Linked DNA regions of Sus scrofa: region 2 is linked to region 1. A link is a contact called in public HiChIP or PLAC-seq data. All regions are on one chromosome and are shown on one strand. The core of a region is the stretch at or near the end of the contact, and the rest is flanking DNA. Distances in the headings are between cores, read along the strand shown.

The links. HiChIP or PLAC-seq counts read pairs in DNA pulled down with a chosen protein or histone mark.
Region 2: a contact with region 1 is called in an H3K27ac HiChIP or PLAC-seq map of alveolar macrophages. The contact joins two enhancer-like sites. A contact is called at or near these places in 19 of 47 Hi-C or Micro-C datasets (adipocytes, alveolar macrophages, embryonic fibroblasts and 11 more) and 2 of 2 datasets of contacts at active chromatin or transcription factors (alveolar macrophages and skeletal muscle).

What each region holds. Positions count from the first base shown.
Region 1 is chr6:152,775,917-152,779,594 of Sscrofa11.1, reverse strand. The region is part of intron 14 of FGGY (FGGY carbohydrate kinase domain-containing protein); the gene reads left to right. Among named protein-coding and RNA genes, the nearest start is that of HOOK1, 68 kb to the right of the region's middle. Within about 2 kb of position 2,219, at least 1 of the 83 cell types and tissues checked has an H3K27ac peak or open chromatin away from gene starts, as enhancers often do. A contact at or near this core is called in alveolar macrophages, where this site is marked.
Region 2 is chr6:153,726,346-153,730,101 of Sscrofa11.1, reverse strand. No RefSeq gene overlaps it. Among named protein-coding and RNA genes, the nearest start is that of MYSM1, 27 kb to the left of the region's middle. Within about 2 kb of position 2,476, at least 1 of the 83 cell types and tissues checked has an H3K27ac peak or open chromatin away from gene starts, as enhancers often do. A contact at or near this core is called in alveolar macrophages, where this site is marked.

The sequences.
Region 1 (3,678 bases), core at 970-3,469:
ATATCTAATTAATAATGTTTGTATTACTGGTTGAAATTATATTTGGGGTATAATAATTAAATAAAAAATAATAAAATTAAGTTCATCAGTTTCTTTTCACTGTTTTAAGTGGCTACTAGGAAATTTCAAGTTACTTATGTAACTCATATTATTTCTGTTGGAAAATGCTACCACAAACTCTTATAAGTACAATCCCTTCTTCGATCTGTCACCTTCCCGTTATTGCCTCTCACAGTCAAAAAATTTTAAAGGTGGCTATCCTGTCATCTTCTCAGCAGCCACCTCCTCCTTAACCGAGGATGACCTGCCTTACACTTCCACAAATCCACCACACTAGTGCTAGTCGAGGTCACTGATGCTAACCTAGGCCGTGTCCAAGCCTTACCCTGCTTTACCCTTAGCAGCATTTTGCAACTTGGATCACTCCCTTCATTGAAACACTTTTCCATTGACAACATACTTTCCTGATCTTCCTCTCACTATTCTGCTTTCCAGATTCCTTTGCCAGCTCCCCTCTCTCCTCTACCCCGCCTTTTATGTTGGTCTTCTATGAGATTTTGTCCCTCTCATCCATTTCTTTTTTTTTTTTTTTCCATCCCATCCACTTCTAAGGACTCATGTTCTATCTATATGTCAGCAGCTCTACAGCTGTCTTCATAGCATCTCCACTTGAAGGGCCCACAGGCATCTCAATTTAAACATGTGCAGATCTGAACTCATCATGTCCACCTTTGCCTATGAAAGTAACAAGTACTAGCTTAGGCCATGGCATTATTGGTAAATGACCCCACATCTGCTTAGTCACTCCTGCCAGAACTTCAAGGACGTTCTGACCTATCTTCTCTTGTCCTCCCGCCTCAGTCTCTCCAGGTCTCTTTCTAAACGACATCTCATATTTCTTGAATTCTTCCACTTTGCTTTAATTCCACAGTCACTGCCATGGTCCAGGATGCCAGCATTCTCACCCAGACTGCTCCAGGGACCTCTTGAATGGTTTCCCTGCCTCCACGTTTACTCCTCTCTAATCCATTCCCTACACATTACTCAAAGTGATCTCTTACAAATTTGAATAGGGCAGCTCTGGCTTAAAATTCTCCAATAGCTTCCCCTTGACTTTGGCATAATGTCAGAAACCTTTAACATGATTTTCAAAGGCCACCCAAAATCTGATTCCTGCCTTCGTTCGTAGCTTTATCTCTTAGCACTTTTTCTCTTCACTCTTTCTACTCCAGCCATCTTGGACTTGTTTTAGTTCTATGAATGCACCATATTATCTTGATTTGGGGCCTGCAAATACGTACTTCCTTCAGCCTGGGACCGTCTTCACCAACTTGATTTACCTGTTTCTCCAACACCTTTTGAACCTTCAGATATTTCGTTAAGCCCCCAATCTAGTATTGTCTTCTCTGACCCTCTCTATTGCACCTGTGTTTTTCTACTAGACCCTAAACTCCATGAGGTCAAGGATCAGAGCTACCTGATAACACGGATGTATCCCCAGTGCCTAGGACAATACCTGGCAATGACAGGTACTCAATAACTACTTGCTGAACAATAAAATAGTATCTGGCTCAAAGTTCCCATTTTGGAGACAGGAAAACTAGGATCCAAAGAAAGGAGGCAACTCATTCAAAACTATAGAGCCCAGATGAAGACGAATAGAGGACCAGAGCCTCTTGATTTCCAGATCCCTTCTCTTTCCAGTACAGCATGTACTTGTCAATAATTTAGTAACCAAAGGGAAGCAGACTGAATTCCCAATGTCTTGTGAAAGCCAGAGCAAGCTTGTGTTTATAAACACAGCTGACATAGTTGTTGTTTTCTTTGTTTGTTTTAAGTAAAAGGCCTGGAAGTCCAACCCAAAAATAAAGTCCACATTTCCAAGTACGGGCTCCTACGTCTATTCCCTCCAGCCCCCCATTCTGCTCATTGTCCATCTTTCCTCCCCTCATTGACCAGAGCCATCAGCTGGTATTCAGAGTTGAATGATTCCTTCATTCTGTTTCCTGTCAGAGTTCTTGGCCTTCTTTAATAGAAATTGATAAGAGGCCAGACAAGAAATTTAGACAAGGCTTTATTTCAGGTTCCCTCTCTCCTTCCCAGTTTCCTTCCAGCCCTTCTTGTCTTTTGGGTGCTTTGGTGCCACCCTTGGTCTCTCCAAGTCCTGGTTTTAGACTGAACCACTCTGCTTGCCTTCTTCCTCTAAAGTTGATTTGAAATGCATTATGGCTTAGCCAGAGGCCCTTGTACCATCAACCAGTTTAAGGCCGGCCCCAAAGGCTAGACCAGGGTGTCTATGCCCCACTTCTTTTTTTCTTTGCTTTTTTTAGGGCTGCACCCATGGCATATGGAAGTTCCCAGGCTAGGGGTCGAATCAGAGCTACAGCTGCTGGCCTATGCCACAGCCACAGCAGCTCGGGATCTGAGCCACATCTGCAACCTACACCACAGCTCACCGCAATGCCGGATCCTTAACCCACTGAACAAGGCCAGGGGTCAAACCCTCAACCTCATGGTTACTAGTCAGATTCATTTCCACTGTGCCACAACAGGAACTCCTCCAACTTCTTTTTTTTTTAATGATTTTTTATTTTTTCCATTATACTTGGTTTACAATGTTCTGCCCCATTTCTAATATGTTTTGGAGATCCTAAACATAGAGCTTTAAGGCGTGTGGAGGGAGAGATAGATGGATAGATAGCCTGTGTCTTAGATAATTTGGTTACTTACCAGCCTAAACATAAATTGACCCTAGTGACCACCCAGTATCCCTTGCAGCACAGTCGTTGTCTACTATGTTAATGCTGTCATATTTTGATTCTTTGCTGCCGATTATGGTTCCTGATCTGTTGGCCAAGGAATCTACCCAATACAAAATTAACTTTGAAGCAGGAAGTGTACCTTTCCTGAGAGCTTTTAGGATGTTGCATTTTCTAGAGTTGCAATCTCCCATTGGCTCACTCCATCCTAAACAAAGTTCCTCCCTTGCAGTCATAAATGAAGCATATCCTGGCTAAAGAACTTTGTGGATTAGAGCGACCGATTGACTTTGGCAACTAAAGGAGTAGTAGAGGTGATTCCTGTTCATCAATGTGTTTGGTTTAATAGATGGGGCCCTTCTTCTATATAAAGAAGAAATTAGAGTCAGAAGAAATATATCGATTAGAAGAAAAGGACGTCATTGAGATTCTGGAAATTACCAGCAGGTGAAGAGGACATTTGGTGGGAATCATGGGGCAAAGTGGAGAACTGGATTAATGGGCAGTTGAGGTCAGAAGGTGGCTATTGGAATGCTGTAACCACTTTGAAACCACACACCTCAAGTGTTGAATGGATCTTATAAACAGATGCTGAAGCCTTACATGATGATGACAAACCTCCAGATGGATATGGAGACTGAGATCTAAGCCTTAGCCTCATTTACCATCAGCAAGAAGCTGATGATGACAGCAGTGAGCTGCAGAGGAGAGAGGGATGATTGTATCTGTATCATTGGGTGGTATCAACCTCAGAGCAGCAGGGCTATTGCTTGCAGATGGAGGAGTAATCATCAGGAAATGATAATGAGGAGCCATTCGAATAGTAACGCCCACCACCTTCCCCAGCCTACCCACTCCACCAACCTGAAACATACACCCAAGTGATATATATTAATTCTAACTTTTAATAATGTTTCTG
Region 2 (3,756 bases), core at 1,227-3,726, 950 kb before region 1:
TCCAATTTCCTTTCCTTGTCTGTGCTTTCCAGATTGCTGTCAGTTGATTTAACAAATGTTTTCTTCCTTTCTATAATCCTGGGCTTTTTAATATAGATTAAGAGTAATCACTCCCACATGGATACATCAAAGCCCACTTTCTGCCTAGCCACCCATAAATATGCATTTATATTTTTATTTATTATTCTTCCTTAAATCTATTTCAAGTGAAAACAAACAAATACCCTCTTTTCAAGTATTAGATTCATCTCAGTGCCAAAGGTAGCTTTCTGCACTACTCTTCCAGCAGAGGGCACTGTTTCTCTATAAAGCAGGTGGTTTTCTCTCAACTAGGTGGTCACATTTTGGAGGGAGTACAACTTCCGGGACCCCAGAAATAAATGCATACCAAAATACTAGGAGTTAATCATAGGGGAGACACCATTTACTTCCTAAAGATAATTTTCCATTAGTGCAGAAAGGCGTATTTTTTTGTTCTGCAGTGTTGGGTCAGATCCCCTTGCTTAGAAATCATAGATTGTCCCACCAGAGGGGGAAAAAAAAAAAAAAAGGAAAAAGAAATCCATAGATTGTAACAGTTAGAGACTTTTAGACCATTTAGCCACAGGTCACAAGGAAGTAGCCTGTTGGCCAATTTCAGTCCACACTCATATTTTGTGTTCTCTGCCTTACTATGATCACCAGACTTAACATTAGTCTAAGCAGGAGATTGCACATAAAATAAAGATTTCTTAGCATTTCTTTAAAAACACATCACAACCCTGAGTCCACATGCCTCCAGGGTGACAACTGACTGGAGTTCAACAACTTGTGATTCTTTTGGACAAAGCATAAGCTTGCTGCTTCCCCAGAGTCCCCATCTAGCCTGCTCCCTCAGTGTACTTCACGCATCTAGACTCCAAAGTACTTGAGTTTGTAACCTGAAGATTTTGGTTCACTGTCTTCATGTTACAGATGCAAAAAACAGCCTAATCAGAAGTGCTGTGCTCAAGGTCGCCATACAAGTGAGGCTCTGAGACGAGGCTAAATTCCAGGCCTCCCAACTCAAAGGGCTATAGGATTTCTCAGAAATGAAGATTGGTCCCCACTCCTGCCCATGCTTTAGTCAGGAAGCTTCAGGTCTTTCCTCCTCTTTCTCAGGAGGCTGATGTCCCCCAGCTGGTGGGAGGGGCCACAGGGAAGATCCAGACAGAATAAGCTGGAAGAAGATGCTCTAGAAGGCAGAAAGAGAGAGAACAGCCTCCCTTTTCTTTCTCCAGCTCCCAATTTCTTCCACTGATGGGCAGGACTTGACAGTACAGAGGCGGAGAGACTGAAAATTCCTGGGCTCTTGCTTCCTCATCGGTAACATGGAAGCACTATGACTTGGTGGAGGTTGTATGAGAGGTATTCATTCTCTGCGTAGAGCATCTGGGATCCACTCAGTTGTGACTGCCTACAAGATGTCAATGCTGAGGGCTCAGCTACGCCTGGAACATGGGGCATCCTTGGTGGATGCTGGCGTTACTGAGGAGAAACAGGACAGACAGGATCTTTGGTACCCAGTCCAGACTCTCTGCCTTTGGCTGCAGCCCCTCCACATTTCAATAGCTCTTTTCCTAAACGGGCAGTTCTCACGTTGGCTGCACATTAAAATATCCTGAGGTGCTTTTATAAATCTTGAGGCCCAGACTGCATCCCAAACCAAGTGAACAGAATTTCTAGGGGTGGGATCCAGTGATCAATGCCACAGCCCTTGGCCTCCTCCTTACCTGAGATCCACCCTGTGTATGAACTTCCCTTCCTACCACCTTACCCTTGCCCTTGGATCCTGGACAGATTAATTAAACCCTTCTGAGCCTTAACTTTTTTGGGGGGCTGCACCTGGGGCATATGGAAGTTTCCAGGCTAGGGGTCGAATCGGAGCTACAGCCTCTGGCCTACACCACAGTCACAGCAATGCCAAATCTGAGCTGAGTCTGCGACTCAGACCACAGCTCAGGGCAACGCCGGATCCTTAACTCATTGAGCGCGAGGGCAGGAATTGAACCCACTTCCTCTTGGTTCCTAGTTGGGTTCATTAACTGCTGAGTCCCAAAGGGAACTCTGAGCCTTGACTTTCTTATCAGGACAACAGGGGTGTAGGGGAGACAGTGGACAGCCTACCAGCATCCATTTCCTCCTTTTTCTTTCCAAGCAGAAGGCTGAGTTTGGAAGCTGACCAGCTCCAGGTGTAGGCCTGTTTGGCCCAAGGGTTGTCCAATTTTGCCAGTGATTGGTTTAGGAACAAGACTGTGGACCCAACTCTATTAAGTAAGATATGAGAGGAGGCTTCTAGGGAGTTTTCTGGCTCCTGAGAAAGAACAAGAAGAGCTTCTGTGTGGCATCTTGATCAGACTCTTGGACTGTTGCCACCATCCCGTAACCAGCCTGAGGATGAAGGCAGTGCAGGGGCATGGCACTGAAAGATGAATTCTGGGAGTTCCCATTTCGGTTCAGTGTAAACAAACCTGACTAATGTCCAAGAGGACATGAGTGGGATCCCTGGCCTTGCTCAGTGGGTTAAGGATCCGGTGTTGCTGTGAGCTGCATGGTAGGCTGGCAGCTACAGCCCCAATTCTACCCCTAGCCTAGGAACTTCCATATGTCACAAGTGTGGCAGAAAGAAAGAAAGAAAGGAAGGAAGGAAGGAAGGAAGGAAGGAAGGAAGGAAGGAAGGAAGGAAGGAAGGAAGGAAGAGATGAATTTTGGTTACCTGGAGTTTTTAGAAGATTAAGTCACAAGAATAAGAGTAGAAAACCAGCATTTACTGAGTCCCTATCATGCTCCAGGCTCTGTATTAAGTCTATCATGATAGGTCCTATTTCATGTAATTCTGACATTATGGTGGGTGGGCATTATAAAGTACTCAGCCTGTAGAGTTGGATCAGTTGATTTTAATTTTAGCTTCAACATTTAGGCAAATGCGTGACACTCTCTAAACCTCAGTTTTCTCATCTGTGAAATGAGACGAATGGAACCTACACATCATGGGACTGTTGGAAGGACTAAATGAAATAATGCATGTGGGAGTTCCTGTCGTGGCTCAGTGGAAATGAATCTGACTGGTATCTGTGAGGGTGCAGGTTCGATCCCTGGCCTTACTCAGTGGGTTAAGGATCGGGCATTGCCATGAGCTGTGCTGTAGGTTGCAGATGCAGTTGGGATCTGGCATTGCTGTGGCTGGGGTATAGGCCGGAGTCTGCAGCTCCAATTAGACCCCTAGCCTGGGAACTTCCACATGCCTTGGGTGTGGCCCTAAAAAAAAAAAAAAAGACAAAAAAAGAAATAATGCATGAAAACCAGGTGTTATTTATTTTTTAAATCAACTTTGTAAGGTAGTTATTATTATTATTATTATCATTATTTACTTTTTACATATGAATAAAGTGAGAATCACAAAGCCCACTGACTGAACCAAGATCCCACGATATACAAGCAGTGGAGTTGGGATTGAAACCCAAGACCTCACTCCTAATCTACCGCTTGTGCCTCTTTCCACTCCTCTCCTGCTTTCCATACTCAGTTGAGGAAATCTCAACAATTCCCTGCAGTAAGCAGTGCAAAGGGAATTCTTCCACAAACACAGGTTTGCAAGCAAACTGGGTGAAAGTGAGAAGCCAGACCTGCCTGAGGCATGGGTGTAACCGAAGAGCTGTGAAAGGTGAGGATCCCCGTGCAGCAGAACACTTTCAGGTTTGCAAATAACAAAGGACCATAAGATCATAGACTCTTAGG